2 separate regions of the Pan troglodytes genome follow, and region 1 is linked to region 2. A link is a contact called in public Hi-C data. All regions are on one chromosome and are shown on one strand. Each heading gives the region's core, a stretch centred on a gene start, on an enhancer-like site or on the middle of the called end of the contact. The rest is flanking DNA. Distances are from core to core; before and after follow the strand shown.

The links. A called contact is a pair of places that touch in the nucleus more often than the background predicts.
Region 1: a Hi-C map of induced pluripotent stem cells shows a contact between it and region 2, with 2.0 times the contacts expected there. The contact joins two enhancer-like sites. A contact is called at or near these places in 2 of 7 Hi-C or Micro-C datasets (induced pluripotent stem cells and stem cell-derived neural progenitor cells).

What each region holds. Positions count from the first base shown.
Region 1 is chr12:60,790,231-60,792,930 of NHGRI_mPanTro3-v2.0_pri, forward strand. All of the region lies in intron 1 of COMMD1 (copper metabolism domain containing 1), which reads right to left. Among named protein-coding and RNA genes, the nearest start is that of COMMD1, 37 kb to the right of the region's middle. Within about 2 kb of position 1,316, at least 3 of the 24 cell types and tissues checked have an H3K27ac peak or open chromatin away from gene starts, as enhancers often do. A contact at or near this core is called in induced pluripotent stem cells, where this site is marked.
Region 2 is chr12:59,934,524-59,937,223 of NHGRI_mPanTro3-v2.0_pri, forward strand. All of the region lies in intron 5 of EHBP1 (EH domain binding protein 1), which reads right to left. Among named protein-coding and RNA genes, the nearest start is that of EHBP1, 110 kb to the right of the region's middle. Within about 2 kb of position 1,323, at least 1 of the 24 cell types and tissues checked has an H3K27ac peak or open chromatin away from gene starts, as enhancers often do. A contact at or near this core is called in induced pluripotent stem cells, where this site is marked.

The sequences.
Region 1 (2,700 bases), core at 66-2,565, 860 kb after region 2:
CGACATTTTACATAAGATAAACATGAAAAGAGAGTAGAAGAAATGAGGCTATGACATGGGGTTGTGATATTATAGCTATTGATTTGGCAACAAAAGGAAAACTGTATGATGCCTCAGATCCCAAGTTTAACTTTCCCTTTTGCACAGTGAGTTTGGGGTTCCAAGATTCTATTTTTCTTAAGATCTTTAAACCAAATTAGTTGTAATTTTGTCTTTTGACAGATTATCATCACTATGTCTGAAAGTATATTCCACTGTAGCTGGATATGGCTCTCAAAGACAAATAACTAAAATCTAACCTCATAAAGGGGACAGTCTTACTTGTACACTATTTACGCAAATTAATATGTTTAATTTAAAAAACACTAACTCGCCAGACGCAGTGGCTCACGCCTGTAATCCCAACACTTCAGGAGGCCGAGGCAGGTAGATCACAAGGTCAGGAGATGGAGACCATTCTGGCTAACACAGTGAAACCCCATCTCTACTAAAAAATACAAAAAATTAGCCAGGCGTGGTGGCAGGGATCTGTAGTCCCAGCTACTCGGGAGGCTGAGGCAGGAGAATAGCGGGAACCCAGGAGGCAGAGGTTGCAGTGAGCTGAGATCGTGCCACAGCACTCCAGCCTGGGCAAAAGAGCAAGAGTCCGTCTCAAAAACAAAAACAAAAACAAAAACAAAAAAAAACACTAACTCTGCAATTGGCATTGCCTTTAAGCTGTCCAGGACTCTTGTAATATATTGTCAGTGGATCTAAATACACATCCCTAATGTAAATAATTTTCCTGAAAGAATAATGTAACTAACACTTTACCACATAGCAAGATTTTAAAATAGTAATACTGAGAAAAGAAAATAACTTTGAGGAATGTGAGTCCTTTTAAATTATGAGGCCCAGAGAGACATTAAAATGAGACAGCAGGCAAGTCCTACTGTTAAGGACAAACTGCCCCAAGAAAGCTTCTTGGTGCTGCCCACCCTTCCCCCAAACCTCTCTACATTTCTAAGCCCTTGTCTAGGCACCACGGTGAAGCCAGCAGACTTCACTTATCAGACCTTGCTGCGATAAGCAAACCCCAATTACAAACCATCCAGACCCCACAGGGGGAGGTCGTAGGAAGCATAAACAAACGTTACCTACACCCTCCTGTAATAAACATCACAAGGTGACATGTGGCAAAATTAACCAGCAAACAACCCCGGGATGCAGCCATATCAAAGAACTCCCTCAAACTCCCCTCCCCAATATAAACCCCTCATTCCATAAGCTTGGTGCTGCCTCCTCTGTCTGTGATGGAGCAGCCGGCAGGTTAGTAAACTTCCTCGCCTGACCTCAGGTCTCCCTCTCGTCCTTTCTCTCTGCTAACCTTACATTACGGTGCCGAAACCCAGGAAGCAGATAGACTCTGGCAGGCACTCACTCTCACTCTCTCTCTCTCCCCCTCCCTCCCTCCCCTAACACCCCTCTCCCTGCCAATCTCCCTTTCCCCAAACCTGCCAAAGACCCAGAGAATCTCCTACACTCTCCCATTGCTAGTGACTTCATCCACCATCAACGCATCAAAGCCTCCACCAGGGTGAGTGAAGAGACTGTTGCCTTGCCCCCGGAACCCTTGACCGTCTGTCTCTCCATTTCTGAAAGACCCAGCACTCGGCCAAGGGCTTCCTCCGGCCTCCACGCCTCTGGTTCCTCTGTTTGAGGGACACCTGACACAGCAGTTACCTCCTCTATTCCAGACAAGCTCCATGGGAAAAGGGACGCCCTCTCCTGTAGTCTTCGTCACCGACAGTCTCTTCTTCCTCTACCCACCGCTCCTCCATTCCGTGATCTCAATGCTCTCGGCCTCCGTTCAGAGATCTAAGAGGCTTATCTTTCACTGCAATACTGCATCGCCCCAATACCAATTGGACAATGGCTCCCAATAGCCTGAAACGGGACTTTACAACTTTTGCCATAGCAATAGGAAATGGTCTGAGATTCCTTATGTTCAGGCTTTCTTCACTCACTGTAACTGCCCTTCCCTCTGTCAGTCTCGTTCTACTTTCCAAATTCTCCTCACCCGCTCCAAACCAGACTCACCTCCTGTTTCCCTCACCCCAACAGCCCTAGCCGACGACTTCTCCTTTGATCTGGCCGATTTCTCCCCTCCTCCACAACATCCTAATCCTCCGCCGAACAGCATGACCCCCCACCATATGCCTCTGCTCCACTCTACCTCTCTCTTCCCCCTCTCTCCAACCATCCCGCCTCCGACTCTGAGTCCTCCCTATCACCACCCCTTACTCATTCTCAAGCCCAACACGCCCAGCAGCCCACTCCCTTGCTTCCTCCTATTTTTCTCCTGTCCACTTCTCCCTCAGAGAGAGATTCTGTATAGTTGGCTAAGGAAATCAGAAATTTAATCAAACCTTACCAGAGGTAAGAGTGGGTGGCTCCATATGGTCTCCTCACCTGTAAGTAAACCCACCTGAAACACTGCAGAGTGACATGGTTTGGCAGCTACAATGAAACAGTTCATGCTTCACACTATTAAAGAAATTATCTTTCTAGACTGGGCGTTGTGGCTCACACCTGTAATCCCAGCACTTTGGAAGGCCATGGCGGGTGGATGGCTTGAGCACATGAGTTCAAGACCAGCCTGGGCAACATGGCGAAACCCCATCTCTACAAAAAATACAAAAATTCACTGGGTGTGCTGGT
Region 2 (2,700 bases), core at 73-2,572:
TTCCCTTAAAATGTGTTAGCTAGGACATTTCACAAATTAAACTGCTATGTGAAATAAATTATCTGGCATGTAATTTTTGTTCACTATTTTAACATAGAGTTTCTTGTATTACACAAAGATAAATACAGTACAGTTGACAGGCTCAAAGCATGCATGATCATTCTTAGGCATACCTCTTTTTTTAAGTGCAACAGAAGTTTCTCCATTATTTTATTTAAAGTTAAAGGATCATTTGAGAATAAAGGAGATGGGATTTTTCCTCTAGAAGCACAATCTGAAAAATTTCTGAATTAGAACAGCACATTAAATACTTAACATTAAGGGAAACTAAGGAGGAGAGATATATATATATGAAATTTCTCTGAAATGCAACCAAAGTAAAATTTAGTTAGCTAAAAATTTTTCATTTAACTCCTAGTCATATCTATTATACCCCGCCTAATTTACAGACAGCCAGTCATCATTCCCATAATCATATACAACAGAAAGTTGACAGGATAATTAAAAGACTAAAAAAGTCTGTCTGAACCATGAGCTTCCTACTGTTAATTCAGGAGTTTAATTCTGAGGGGGTTATAAGAGAAGCTTTGTTGCTTCTTATATAGTCAATTTTTTTTCTTTGTAGAAACAAGAATAATATCACTTTTTAAGAATCAAGATAATATTGAATGTGCAGCCTAACAGGTCAGAGAGATCATCTAAAAGGCAGTTAAGTTAAAAAAAAATTATTTGCTGGTAGGTCACCTTTTCTGACATGCCAGTAACTCTTAACCACGTTCTTAAGCTGATGATGTTCAAGTGGACTTCATTATTTATAGAAGAAATGATATAATATCTGAAATGTACTTTAAATCTGGTAAAGCAAACAATAGAAAAGTAGAAGAATTGATGAAATAAGTTTGAAAAAAATACTGAAGATTATTGAGCCGGGAGACGTGTACTTAGAGGTTTAGTATATTATTTCTTCTATTTTTGTGCATATTTGAAAAATAACCAAAAAAGTTAAGTTGAAACTAAAAATAAAACACTGGATCTTGATTAGATTTATCCAAATTGCTACATTTGTATGAAAGACAAGATGAGCAGAGGTCCTCTATACATTGCTTTCAAATTTCCGAAATATTTAGAAATCCAAAAGGGTTTAAGACTCTGGGACTGTAAGAAAAGAACATGGTTGAGAAGTTTATACCAAAAGAATGGCCTAAAAGAGATCTAACAATACAGGGATCTTTGATTTATCATTCAAATGTATTCTGGTTAGTGCTGTGTAGAACAATACTCTCTCAGCAAGTAGCCATAAGCACATGAATTTTCTTGCCATTCAGCAAGAGTGAGAGAATTCACTTTCTTCCTTGATGAAACTGCAGTCAATAGGGTAAGGAAAGGACTGGTTTCCCTCCACACAAAGTTGAATGAACTACAGGAAAAATAAAAGTTTACTGTATATATAAATAGTATATAATACTAACAAATACAGATAAATGGGCATTACTGACTAAACCATTCTTAATTATTGGATTAATAGAAGAACAAAAAGTGGAGTATGCTGCCTAGTGGAAATTTGATTAGGTTCAAGTAAGTTAACTGGGCCACATTTCCAGAGGGGGTGGAACATTAAATGGAATGCTATAAACAGGACTATACTAAGGTAAATGCTGCCGTACCCTAAAAAGGCTGAGCCATCTCTACTGATAGTTAGATTATAAACTGACTCCATGGTGGAAGAGGGGTACTGCTAATGTTTGCGATGTGGTATTCTCATATGCACTAGACACTCTTTAGACCTTTGGAAATGTATTCTTGAAATGCTTGGGGCTGAAAAGATAATCCCAGTTTGGAGCTACAGGAGAAAGTGCAAGCTACAGTTTCTGAAAAAGATATCCAGTCTTTCCCCAGACATTGAAGTGAGATGCCTTGATTGAGGTGACACAGAAAAAAAAAACAACTAAAGGAGCGAAGCAGCATTTATATACTTTTTTTCTCTGAAAGAAAAAGTAGAAGTAATTTATCAGAATTGTTATTTTGCGAGATCAAGAGATTGACTTGATTTTGGAGAAGGATTTAAACTTAAATTTAATAAGGTCAGAAACATTGTGATTTTATATTGTTTACATTGTATTATTTGAGCTATTATATCATCTCTGTTCGTGGTATAATCTTGTCAGGTGAGTTTGGTTGGGCAAGTAATCCTGTTCAACATAATCCAACAAAAGAAACAAAGCAGAGAAGCATTTACACTACTGCCTTGGATTTTTTTTTTTTTTTGACAGGGTCTCACTCTGTCGCCCAGGCTGGAGTACAGTGGCGCAATGAGAGCTCATTACAGTCTCAACCTCCCAGGCTCAACCAATCCTCTTGCCTCAGCCTCCCAAGTAGTTGGGTCTACAAGCATGCATCACCATAGCCCAGCTATTTTTTGACATTTTGTAGAGAAAAGGTCTCACTATATTATATTGCCCATGGTGGTCTTGAACTCCTGAGCTCAAGCAATACTTCCACCTCGGGCTCCCAAAGTGTTAAGATTCAGGCGTGTGCTACCAGGTCCAGCCATCTGCCTTGGAATTAACATAATTAATTTAGCCCATCGCCATTCACTTAAAAGTCTTCCGGAGGTAACATCAAACAAACAGCAATAAAAAAGGGACTAGTGGAGCCCTGGAGGAGCCGAACTTCCTATCTCATGGGTCACAGTCAGAAATA